Linked DNA regions of Neogale vison: region 1 is linked to region 2. The links are chromatin contacts, called in public Hi-C maps. All regions are on one chromosome and are shown on one strand. Each heading gives the region's core, a stretch centred on a gene start, on an enhancer-like site or on the middle of the called end of the contact. The rest is flanking DNA. Distances are from core to core; before and after follow the strand shown. Region 1 holds the start of SRSF4 (serine/arginine-rich splicing factor 4). Region 2 has its middle 50 kb from the start of OPRD1.

What was found. A called contact is a pair of places that touch in the nucleus more often than the background predicts.
Region 1: a contact with region 2 is called in a Hi-C map of muscle, with 5 times the contacts expected there. The contact joins the promoter of SRSF4 here to the enhancer-like site in region 2. A contact is called at or near these places in 2 of 3 Hi-C or Micro-C datasets (fibroblasts and muscle).

Annotation. Positions count from the first base shown.
Region 1 is chr2:21,880,485-21,887,147 of ASM_NN_V1, reverse strand. It overlaps SRSF4 (serine/arginine-rich splicing factor 4), which reads left to right and starts at 3,034. Exons shown (of 6, transcript XM_044237618.1): 1 at 3,034-3,225. The coding sequence starts at 3,119.
Region 2 is chr2:21,621,390-21,627,690 of ASM_NN_V1, reverse strand. No RefSeq gene overlaps it. Among named protein-coding and RNA genes, the nearest start is that of OPRD1, 50 kb to the right of the region's middle. Within about 2 kb of position 4,095, the one cell type or tissue checked has open chromatin away from gene starts, as enhancers often do. A contact at or near this core is called in fibroblasts, where this site is marked.

The sequences.
Region 1 (6,663 bases), core at 1,785-4,284, 260 kb before region 2:
TTCAGGTAAGAGATCATTTGTTTATTCACTTAATAAACATATTGAACACCCACTATGTGAAAAGCACTGTTAATAGATGTTAGGGATCCAGTAGGAGACAAAAAACACAGCCCCTGATACCAGGGAGCTTATATTCTAGTAGAAGAGAAAGACCATGAACAAAAAGAAATAAGGCAATTACAGAGTGTGGTAGATGCTGTGAAGAAAAAAATACAGTGATACCATAGACAGGATACTTGAGATAAAGAGGGCAAGGAAGGTCTGAGGCCTGAGAAGGGGCCAATCGTATTGCAGACAGAGAGAAAAGCATAACTAAAAGCCCTGATGTATGAACAATATGACAAGACCTGCATTCACTTAGGAAGTGGGAGTGAAGTGGATGGATTCGGCAACATTTAGAAGGAAGGACCGACTAGATGAGGCGGTTGAAGGTTGAACTTCAGCACTTTGCCTGATGGAAGGTGCCACTCCCTAAATTAGGAAACTCTGGAGGAGGAGCAGGATTTAGAGACAGGCATTTTCCCTGTATGGGGCTTTCATTCCCATCTGTATAACAGATGTAGTCTGATCACAGACTACGTGACAACCAAGGTTAAAACCAGTTCTTAAGAATATCATGATCCTCATACTACTAAATTCCAAATGGATCAAAGGTTGCAATATAAAAAAAGTAAGTCCTAAAAATAACAATAAGCCATGGGAGGTGTTTTTCTTTTTAAATCTCAAAGTGAGAAAAACTACAACACAAAATCCAGAATCAAAGAAAAATAAAGGGTGGATAAATTTGACCCCATAAATATCTTACGTTTTTGCATAGCAGAAAACATTCTGGGAAAAGTCAAAAGTCAACAAACTGGGAAAAAATACTACTCATCTAACAACTGATTTCGCTAATATATAGGGAGCTCCTATGAATCCGTAAAAAAATGGGCAAAGGGGGAGTCTGGGTGGCTCAGTCAGTTAAATATCTGACTCTTGGTTCCAGCTCAGGTCGTCATCTCAGGTAGTGAGATTGAGCTGAGCCCTACATTGGGTTCCTAACTCCAAGGGGAGTATGCTTGAGATTCTCTGCCTCTGCCCCCACTACCCCCACCCCCCATCGATTTTGCATTCTCTCTCTCAAATAAATCTATAAAAGGGGGAGGATGGCTCCTGGGTCACTCAGTAAGTTGAGTGGCTGACTCTAGACTTCGGCTCAGGGTCCTGGGATCAATCCCAGGCTCAGCGGAGAGTCTGCTTGAGAATTCTCTCTCCCTCTCCATGCCTGCCTTATGCGTGCTCTCTATAAATAAATCTTTTTAAAAATTAACAGCAACAACAAAAAACAAAGGATATAAGCAGACACAGAAAGTATATAAGTGTCTCTTAAATGAATTGAGGCTCACTCCACTCAAGATAAATACAAACTAAACTACCCCAAGATAGCATTTTTTAGCTATTAGATTGACTAAGATCATAAAATTTGATAACACGGTGTTGATGATGAGATAGAGAAACAGGTACTTATGGAGGAGAATTGAGCAATATCTGTCCAAACTATACTTGCCCACACCCTTTACCCCAACTATCTTCTAGGAATAGATACTACATATATGTATATACAAAGTTACTCATTGCAGCAGTTAAAACAAATGGCTTGAACCTACCTCAGTATCCTTCAGTAGGGCACTGAGTAAATAAATTACTGTGTATAACGCCATTTCATAAGCCATAAAAATAATCCTGAGGAAGCTTCTTTTGTACTGATGGAATGACTTTCAAAATAATAGTAAGCACGAAACTGTACATATAGCACACCCCTATTGCTTTGTGTAAAATACCTGCCAAAGGGCATTTAAGAAACTGATTACGTTGTTTGCCTCTGGGAAGGGAAACGAGATGGCCAGAGGACGGAGATGGGAAGACTTTCCACTGTATCATTTGAAACAGTTAATGAATTATCCTTTCAAAATGTAATTTTAAGGGGCACCGGAGTGGCTCAGTAGGTTAAGACTCTGCCTTCTGCTTAGGTCCTGGTCTCAGGGCCATGGACAGAGCCCTGCCTTGGGCTCCCTGCTCAGCGGGAAGACTGTTTCCTCCCTCTACCCCTTAACCCGCCTGTGCTTCCTCTTTCTCTCAGATATTTTTTAAATGAAATAACTATATATATATACCAATATTTGAGTTCCTATCTCGGTCCAGATACTGTTCCAGGCAGTATATTCTTCCATATATATTACCCCACTTAGTTATCCATTTAGTCCATTGAAATGGGATAAATCACTCTAATTTTACAATAGAAAATAAACTGGCCAAATAATTTAGTCAGTATCAAGCCCAATCTAGCTTCAAAACTCCAGCCTTCCCCACCTTCCACACTGCTTCTATTGAAACAACCTGTCCTATTTTTAAAATAATTTTGGTATTTATTGGACACTTGCAATGTGCTGGGAACAGTACTAAGTGCTTGACGTATCTATGCTCATATATAATTTTCCAGTTGGCTCTGGAAGGTTGGAATTTCTATCCCTCTTATACAGAGAAGACAAATGGGGCTTAGAGAGCTGGCGCGTAACGGGTCCAAGGTCACGGATACAAAGACGGTTGGAAGCCAGACTTAACTACAAAGCTGCTCAGAAGTCGAAACCACTCCCGGTTCAAAGGACAAAAGCAGAAACGCTCGCTGGGCCGGGACAGTTGCAGGCACTTCCGGGGGGAGGAGCGAAGCCACCCGGCTGCGAATGCGGCGCAGGCCCAAACACAGCGAACTCGCGAGAGGACGTGCGGAGAGGCGGGGGGCGGGGGGAGGACTGCCCCGCGCCGCACGCACCGCCTGTCGGTCACCTGGCCCCGCCCCACGCCGGCGCGCCCCTGGGCAAACCCCGCCCCCACTCCTGGCCGGGCGGGAAGCGAACGCGCGCTCCCTCCCGTTACCCTCCGCCTGCGGGGAGGGCGGGGAAGGCGGGAGGCGCGCGCTCGCGTGCTGCGTGCTCGCGTACGTACGTCGCTGGGGTTCGGCTGCGTCCGTCCCGCCGCTCGCCCGTTGCCGCCGCCGCCGCCGCCGTCGCCGCGCTCTCGCTTCGCCGGCCGCCGCCTAAGGGGGCTGGGGCCGGGCCAAGCCGCCGCCGCTGTTGCCGGGATGCCGCGGGTGTACATCGGCCGCCTGAGTTACCAGGCCCGAGAGCGCGATGTGGAGCGCTTCTTTAAGGGCTACGGGAAGATCCTGGAGGTGGATCTGAAGAACGGGTGAGGAGGGCAGAAGAGGGGTCGGCCGGGTGGGGACAGGGCCCCAGCGGTGGTGGGGAGGCCGCGGGAACGGGAGAGGGACGCCTGCCCGGCGCGGAGCTGCTACTGGCTTGCTCAGGCTCCGCCATAGTCGCGGCGCCTCGGGGGCGCGGGTAGGCCCTGGTTCCCACTGCGCCTGCGCGGGTGGGGGTGGTGGAGGGATAATGGGAGCGACGGTGAGGATCTGAGTGGGACGGGGAGAAGGAAAACCCGAGTGGGATTGGGGCTCCGGGCGGGAGGGTACGGCTCCAGGGCGCCGGGGAGGCCTGGGTTTTTCCTTCCCGGGCCCCGGCAGTAGGGTCTGGTTCGTCTCCGGATAGAAACCGACCTTTCCCGCTCTCAGGGCTGCTGGAAATAAACAGGATTTCCTGCTCGCTTTTCACCTCTTGGCCAGTCTAATGGATCAGACAGTCACCACGCATCTTTCGCGAGGCCAGGAGCTCCGGAGGGAGGCACTTTTTTGACGTGCATGTGTCACACTTTTTTTGGGCGGGAGACTCGGGTTTGCGTGAGTAGTCTAGTGACAGTTTCGAAAGTATCGTCTTGCCGCGCTGAAAGCCTTGACGGTTCCCCCCTACAAGGGTAATTTAAAGTCTTGATTCGTTATCTTTCAAACTCCGTACAGAGTTTCCATGCTGTGGTTTCCGTTCTACGACTTGCCAAAAAATTGGTTTGTCGTTGTAGAATTTGTTAGAAGGTCGTGGCCTCCCTGGCTAGTATCTGCGGCAGCTAGTTAAGCAGACGGAGATTCACAGCTCGAAATTGCTAATTTACTGCCTCCCCGGGTTTAGTCTGTTACTTGAGAAGTTAGGGAAAATACCTCAGTTGCACATTTGAGACAAATTGATAGCTTCTATATACTTCTGATCTACTTTGGCAAAGCAGGGCCACCCGGGGCTACACGTTTCAGGGGAAAGAGATGAGTCCGACTTGGAGAAGATACTCAACGGGGAAAACTATGAGAGCCGGGAAACGTTAGGTAGGACATCAAACACATAGGTCTAAAAATTAAAAGGAGTGGGGGGGACATTTTAGGGCACTAAACCTTGAGTGTTAGAGGAACTCTTGGCTTATTTGGAGAAAAAAAAATGAAAGACATTTGCAACAGGTCTGATAATGGTTACAGGTTACTCTCCATTGTAATACTAGCAACTAACACTTGAGAAGTTAGGAAAAATACCTCAGTTGCACATTTGAGACAAATTGGTAGCTTCTATATACTCACATTGTTGGTTGGCTTTAAAAAGTCATTTCAAAGAGATTGTTAGGAAGACTCACCTTCTTACTAAGGAAAATGTCTTCGATAAAAGTGTTTATTATTGGGCACGTGGCTGGCTCAGTCGGTGGAGCATGAAACTCTTGTTATCCAGGTTGTAAGTTCAAGCCCCATGTTGGGTGTAGAGATTTTAAAAAAAAAAAAGACTTTTTTTTTTAAGTGTTTACTATGAATACCGAATACCGATTTAGAGTAAAAGGTTTAGGAAATTACTCACTTGGTACAATAGAGCTTTTGGTTCTCAAGGAATGTACTAGATAAAGTGGGGTTTTGTTGCTTGATACATGTATGAAAGATGAAGTGGAAACTCCCCGTTTTCTTCAGAGGCCAACTAAGTTGACAGTAAATTTTGTTGTCAGTTTTCTTATCTACAAGGGAAAGGAGCACTAGAGATAATTATAAAGTATTTGGCTCATAGCTGTAAATGGTAGCTGTAATCAAATGGGTTTTGACTGTGATCATTAGGAGACAGTTTCAGTATTTGGTAACATGAAGGATATTTGGTGAGGTCTGTTTTCTAAAGTTACTCAAGTGATAGCAGGAAATAATGTTGATGTTAATGGTAAAAAGGTTAATGGGACAAACATGTTAATAACCCACCAACGAGATGACTGCTACTGTGCTAAATGGATTGGAAAGAAAGAAAAACAGTTTCTGCTCTTGAGTAAATTAAGTGTTGACAGTTAGAACATGTCCATTCTGAGTTAAGAAATGCTTGCCCTCACTTTAAACTCAAGTAAAACTTGGAATAGTTTGTTGGAAGAGATTTGTTTGAAATGGGCTTTGAAGAAAGAATTGACTGGGGCTTGAAATAAAGTGTCTGGGAATAAAGTATGTCATAACCGGTGATGAGGAGGTGGTCCAGTAAGGAACACTTTTGAGAAAGAATGAGGAATCAGGCTTGGATTGAGTCTCATGAGGGATTTAGCTTGATTTGAACAACATGAACCAGAAGCATCGACTATAAGATTTTACACTGAGCATCCAAAAATCATGGATAGGAATTGAAAGGCTCTGGAGGGAATAATTGAGCAATCTGGAAAATGGAGAGAAAGGGCAGATTCTTGCAAAACCTTAAATACCTGGGTCTCTTTGGGGGAACTATTCTCTTAGCAGATCTGCTGCTAAACCATGATATATGTGAAATCAGTGATTGAAACTGAAGGCTGAAATGAGGAATGGGAAGTCATTTCAGGGATTCGAAGGCAGGTGAAACAATTAAACTGGCACATGTGGCAGCATTCAGGAATCCCTGCCGAGGAACGGGACTGCTGAGCAGAGGACCAATGGTGTAGATGGATTTAGAGCAAGAACTGACTGGACTAGATTGTAGAAGTGCGGAGGAGTCTGAAAGGAAGGAGGAGGTACAAAAGGGAAAGATGGCGTAATTCAGAAACGTGTAAGCCTGTGGTTCTGGACATAAGGATAGTAGGTCTCCTTGAGAAGCATTTTTTACATACCTGACTTGTAATTATTAGTAATCAAACCTCTGAAGCAGATTTTGGAGGGATAGGATTTTGATGAATTGTGAACAAGAGTTCAAACTTGTAGTGTGAAATGTAGTGAAATGTATCAGTGGACAGTAGATATGTTCAGAATTAAATAGGCATAAAGTACTGGTGTAATTGGAAGTTCACCAAATGAGGAAGCAGATGAAGAAGGTGAAGGGAGATTTAGTGTCCAGGTGAGGATTTTATGGATCCTCTTGGGATTTCAAAAAATGTATATGCAATAGTCCATTCCCTGCCATTTTATTATTCCAGGGGACCTAATCTAGATTGCCTTTATTTCAGAGAATTCCTAAAAAGGTGGTTCATTTGGGACCACTACATGATGTAGATCTCCCAGGACCCTGTAGATCACGCCAGGTGGTATGTAGGGTCTCCTACATTCATACCTGCCACACTAACTCCAGCAAGAGCCACTATGGGACCAGGGGTCAAGGAAACAACAGGATTAGCAGTGCCTGTCTATAGCCTTCCAACTCTGGTAACTTTTGCTTCCTTTGATTATTTGTGAGTTCTGTGGGCTTTCTTCTTTATTAATAAATCATGTGAAGTGTAGAAGGTTTTTCATATGGTAGTTTCTCTTGCCACAAAATCTTTTGGTTACAGTTGTAGATC
Region 2 (6,301 bases), core at 2,846-5,345:
AGAAGTGCCCTCTCCCCACAAACACACACCCAGAATTGCAGCTTTGGACTGAAAAATAACCAGCGTTCCCACCTGATGCTACAACTATTTCACCTCCTTTGACCTTCACAATGACCCAGGAAGTGGACGAAGGCAAAATTCTTACTACTCCCATTTTATAGATGAGGACAGTGAGGACTCCTCTCTGTGTGCACTTGGCTGTGTCCCTTCAGATTTCCAAGCCTAGTTAAGTGGAGCAGCCAGGATTCCAACAGACATCTGCCTGGATTTTGTTCTCCGGACCTTCCCTTGGTTTTTTTCCCCCCAGTGCCTGTACTACTAGTGGGACAGCCCCAGAAAAGACTCTGAACCTCTCCAGCACCAGGCCTTTCATCTGAAATACTTATCTAATGGTCAGCCCAGGATCAGAGCTGTTTCTGACCCAAATTCTTCTTCCATGGGCTCAGCTGCTGCTACCCTGACCCTCCCTCTAACCTTTTACCTCATTACCAACTTCAGCCACAAATCCATTGGCCAAGGAATGTCTGCACTCAACTACTAAAACCCCCGTTTTATAGATGGAAAAACTGAGGTCCAAAGGTGAGCCATACATCCAAGGTCCCCTTTCAGTACCCAGACCATTTCCTTGGGCAGTCAGGGGGTGCTGACTGAGGAAACCCCAAGTAAGGCCCTGACCTGTTCTTCCTCCCCCACATACACCAAGCCTGTGAGCACCTGCACAGTCTGTCCCCAGCTCCCCAGAATAAATATCCCAGAGCTCCAAGCTCACGCAGTAAGGGCCAGGCAGGTTCCAGAGGTAAAGTAGGGGGTATCATGGGAGTCGTAGGACCTACCAGGTAGTTACTTCCCCTTTCAGCTGAGTCTAGACAGAGGGGTCAGACAGAGCTTTGTTCAAATCCCAGCCCAGCCACTTCCAAGCTGTGTCACTCTGGTCAAGTAGATTCACTTCCCTAAATTCCTGAGAAACAGGAATAATACCTAGTCCCTCATGGGATTATAAGGATATTAGTTAATGCTGCATATTAAAGGCTTAGCATAGAGCACAGTGCATAGTAAATGTGGCTCTAATTATGATTAGAGAACACGGGCCAAGAACAGGACACAAGGGCCCATCACACTCCACCTTGCCCTTGCCCCATTCTTCCCCCTTCCCTTCATGTCAGGTAAACCAGGTCCTGGAGGCTCTAATAATGGGTGCTGAAAGACCCTTGAGACTCTAGGCTCATCTGACCTTCTCATTTCACAGAAAGAGAAACTGAGGCCCAGGGAGAAAAGTGATGGGCCCACAGACTATAAGGGAGTAGAACACTGCCCCCTTTACTAAATAAACATCAGAATCCCAGGCCCAAGGAAAAACCTGAGTGCCCCACCCCCACTAGGGGACTATCATAAAGATCCATTCTGCAAGCCTCCAACCAATATCAGGCCTCCATGACCTTTACGGGGAGCCCTTTGTGGGTACCCCTGTTGAGCTCTGCGGCTAGCAGACCTATACATGGTGCTCAGGAAGGGCTTAGCGACAAACCCATGCAGTTCCTCTTCGGCTCCACAGAGCAGCTCTGCTCAGGCTCTCCTCAACCCCACCCCAGGTGGCTCCTTGCATCTCCCTTCCTCACTGCTTCCCTGGCCTCTGTCTCACCCCGAAGTCTGGGTCCCATCAGCTGGGCACAGCCGCAGCCAGCAGAGCTGTGGGCCTCCGGAGGCCTGTACAGCGTCAGCATCTTCCCAGCCAGGCTGGGATAGTCCTGCCCAGCACAGCCAGCCAGGCTCCTGGCCAGGGTCCACTCTGCAGAGTGGGTGCTGGCCCTGCCCTTCCAGGGGCCCCACCCCCACTGGTCTAGTGGGTGCAGCGACCTGGGCTTCCTGGGAGCTTCTACAGGCACCTGCAACCTATAAGAGGGAGGCCAGCCTGGTCTAGGCTGTGCAGGGATGGGCTGATTGGGAGAGAAACGGGTGTGCCATCGCTTCTCCTCACTGACTATCGCCACCCCCATGCAGGTGTTCCAGCTGCCCCTCACATTGCTGGGTCCTGCCCAGCCCCTACCTCCCAGGCTTGGCTAGGGCAGACACCCCCTTAGTGGGCAATCTGATCACGTGATAGCATACCCAGAGCTCCTCCCAGACCCAGCCCCGGGGAGGCCGGCGGAACCCTTCCTCCTAATACACAGAGGAAACCTCAGGACATTCTCACCCCATTCCCTTCTTAAAACACTCCCACTGGCCTGCTTCCAGGCCAGCTATCATTCTGGTCACTGCACACTTATTACCTCATCTGATTATGCTAACGCCTGTGAGGTCTGGATTATGGACTGAGGAAGAGCTGGGGACTCGGAGAGGGGAAGTGACTCATGCAAGGTCACACAGCAAAGTGCCAGGACCAAGATTTAAACCCAGTTCTGCTGCAGACAAAGCCTGCAGGACACCCAAAGTTCCCTTTCCTTACCCCTCTCTGTTCCCTAAAGCTTCTGGATCCCCTTCCTCCCAAACCTTCCACCTTCCTCTGCCAAGTCTCTCCTTCCACAGTCCCAGTCAGAATTAATCTTTCCCACCTCGTGGCTGCTGTTAACTGCTTGTTCACCCACTCCCAACAGCAGCAGGGCACAGGAGTTATCTCTGAGGTGTCTGTCTCACTGGCACTCAGAGGGGCCTTAAAGGCAGGGGGCGACCCCAGTACATGCTCCTCAGACCTGACAGTCTGTCACCTCTATCTCCACCCTCTCTCTACCTCCACACAAATGTCCTCTGACCTCCTCCTGTTGATCCCCTCCCCATCCCCAGCCTCCTGCCCAGGCCTGTAACTGGGGTGAAGGTAGGGAGCCTGCTGAAACCTCAGGGGCTGGGTGCCAATGCTCTGGCCCCTCCCACTCCCCTTCAGTCGCTGAGGATCTGACCTAGACCTGACACTAGGCAGCTCTCACAGGGACTCCCAGCTGCCCTAAGCACCAGGCCTGGCCAGGCATTCCCCAAGCCTCCTTCTTCTGGAGATAAGGGTTCCAGAAGCAGAGAAGGGGTTGCCTTCAGCCCTAGTCCGTGAACTTGAGGGGTCACATTGAGCCACTCCCACCCCAGGGAAGCTGTGGGCCTTGAAATAACACCCCCTCCTCACCAACCCTCAGGAATAGTCCTACCTTCTCCCCTTCTAGGGCAAGCTTAGGCTGGGGTCTGTTTGGACAAGTCCCCACCTCCAATTTGCTAAAGGGGAGAACTCGGGTTCTACCAAAAAGAGGTGAGGTCCTCTGGAAAGTGTAGGTTAGGACGAGAAAACTCCCGAGGAAAGACTGAGGATGAGAGAAACAGGACCGCGGAGAGAGGAGATATGAGGGAGACGGGGAATCGGGGAATGAGAGCAAGCAGGAATATCTGAGACCGACAGACTGGGGAGACCAGAGACCGAGGAAAGTCCCCCGAGACCAAGCCTGGAAGGGAGCGTGCGGGGCTGGGGCGGCGACAGAAGGGCCATACTGGCTGGCACAGCTGGCACCCCAGCTCACGGGTCCCTCAGTTCCGAAACTCAAAGTCAGTTACGTAAGGGCCGGGAGCGGGGTTCCAGGCCCGGGGGGGCCCCCTCCCGCAGCGCGCCGCCCGCCCTCCCGCTCCGGCCAGCGCTGCGGCGGGCCCGGGCCGGGCAGGAGCCTACGGGCGGGACAGGGCGGGGCTGGTGGGGGGGCACCTGGGGCCGCAGCACTCTGCAGGGACCCGCCCGCGGAGACCGAACCCAGGACCCCCGCCCCACACAGGCCGGGACCGCCAGGGACCGCCAGCCGCAAGCGTCCAGCCGCGGACCCGAGTTCCCGAACCCCTCTCCTCTCGCCCGCGCCCCTCCCTGCACCCTGAACTTCCAGACGTCCAGGCCCCTGTGGACCCCAGTTCGGACCTTGGAAACTGGGACCCTTAAAGCCCCCCTCCCCTGGCCCTTAGACCCTGGTCTCCCCCCTACCGGGACCGCACAGGCCCTTGGGAGTAGGTCCATCTGTCCCTCACTCCGTTGCTCCCGGGGACCTGGGATCGCCCCCAGACAGTCCAGGCTCACCTGGGCCAGACGGGGCGGGGACCTGGCCGGGCCGGGCCGGGCCGCGTTCTCGCTCTGCGCCGCTCTCGCCCTTTAAGAGGTTCCTGCCACTTTGCCCCGCCGGGGGCCTCCACCTGCACTGACAGGGCAACTCTGGAGTGAGGCCCCGCCCCCGTCCCGGGAGGCCTCCTGATTGGCAGAGGCAACTGCCAATCGGCGGGGCGGGGAAGAGGACGGTGCGGAGAAGTGCGAGCGTCGCAACCGGGAAAGGGCTGGGGCTGCAGGTGCGGTCTCCGAGCTCTGAGCGGCCCGGTGTTGACCCGAGGGTCAGGGGAGGACTGGGTAGGGAGCTCGTGGATTGGGTGGTGTGGTGTCTGACGTCATACGGTAAAAGTATGATGCAATTTGCCACGTGGTGCTGCCCCTAACCTAAGGGCTGGAAGGGTGGTAGGAAAGGAGTGAGACTCACCTGCATCACCTGCCCCTCCCCATTTAGTCCTGTGTGACCCTGAGCAAGTCACTTCAACGAATCTGAGTTTCCTCAACTATAAATCTTACAACACTTTACTGAGAATTAGTGATATATGTTAAGTCCCAGGCACAGGTTTGGTACACAATAGGTGCCGTTCAGTAAATATGGTTCTTGTTCCTCCCATCCCCATCTTGCCACTTTTGTCAGAAACTGTCGCCCTTCTATGGTCCATCCCACCAGCACTGGAAGGGGCTTACATCATCACTGGTCCAAGCCCCCACCCCTTGCTACCTAATTTTGGGGCAAATAGGGGGGAACTGAGGCCCAGTAAAGGCAAGTGACTTCCTGGGAGTTCAGTGGTCTTCCCTATTAGATGGGTCCTGGAGTCAAACTGCCTGGGTCTCAATCCCCAGCGTTGCCCTTGATTTGAACAAGCTACTAACCCTCTCCAAGCTAGGTCCTCTGATGTAAAATGGAGTCAATAAAAGTACTTTACTCGTGGCACCTGGGTGGCTCAGTTGGTTCAGCGTTTGACTGTCGGTTGCTCTCAGGGTCATGGGTTTGAGGCCGGCATGAAGCCCCTGCGTGGGGCTCCCGACTCTAGGTGAGTCTGCTTGAAATTCTCTCCCTTGTCCCTTCTCTCTCTCAAATAAATAAACATCTTTAAAAAAAAAAAAAAAAAAAAAACCTTTTTTTTGAAAGGTATTCTCCTCAAGGATTGTTGTGAGAATTAAATGAAATGATCCATGTAAAGTATTAAGAACAGTGTCAGGGCGCCTGGGTGGCTCAGTGGGTTAAGCCGCTGCCTTTAGCTCAGGTCATGATCTCAGAGTCCTGGGATCGAGTCCCGCATCGGGCTCTCTGCTCAGCAGGGAGCCTGCTTCCCTCTCTCTCTCTCTGCCTGCCTCTCTGCCTACTTGTGATTTCTCTCTGTCAAATAAGTAAATAAAATCTTAAAAAAAAAAAAAAAGAACAGTGTCAGTCTCAAAAGCCTCTAAAAAGTGTTAGGACTTATGATTATTGATGTTAATATTATATCAAGGTCATAAATTAATGTATTGCCCCCACCAAATTCACTGCAACTTCCAAGTCAGGTCTTGTTTTAGGCTTCAGGACCCGGGTACCTTCCCTCAAGAAGCTCACAGTCTAGCAGAGGGTATGACTGAGCCCCTAGATCTAGGGGATGCTTCCTGATACGGGGTACGGGGGGGGTGCTTCACAGCACCAGAGAAGCTTTAGTTCCTTTAACCAGAAATCTAGACACTTGGCACCCCTCGGTCTCTAACTGTGTAGACTACATGGGGAAAGCGGTCACACACATGCAGTCTCCCAAGCCTACTGACACACCTTTCACCTGCTTCCAGTTTCACCTGCCCACCAGGTAATAATGGCCAGGGGCTAAGTGCTCAGGCTTTGGAGGCAGTTGAGTCTGGGCTCTGCATTTTACGACACTTTGTGCCTTTGGGCAAGTCACTTTCCCTCGAGGGTAAAATGGGAGTAATAATGGCCCAAACTTCATATAGAGCTGTTGCGAAAATTAAATGAGAGAATGAAAATACATATGCAAATACCCAGTAATGCATCCAATGTTATTTTTTAATTGCTCCCACATGTATTCAGGCAACCCAGGAGAGAGCAGACTGTGAATGCCAAGACTCAGTGACTGCAAAGGGGTTTCCTCTCTCCCTCCCGCCGCTCTGACGCTCCGCCCCTGTCAAGGGGGCGGGGCGAGGAGAATCCCCGCGGAGTTACTGGAGGCTCCGGCGAAGCCCGGCCGCAGGCCCCGCCCCTCCCCGATTGGGGAGGGCTCGCAGCTCCAC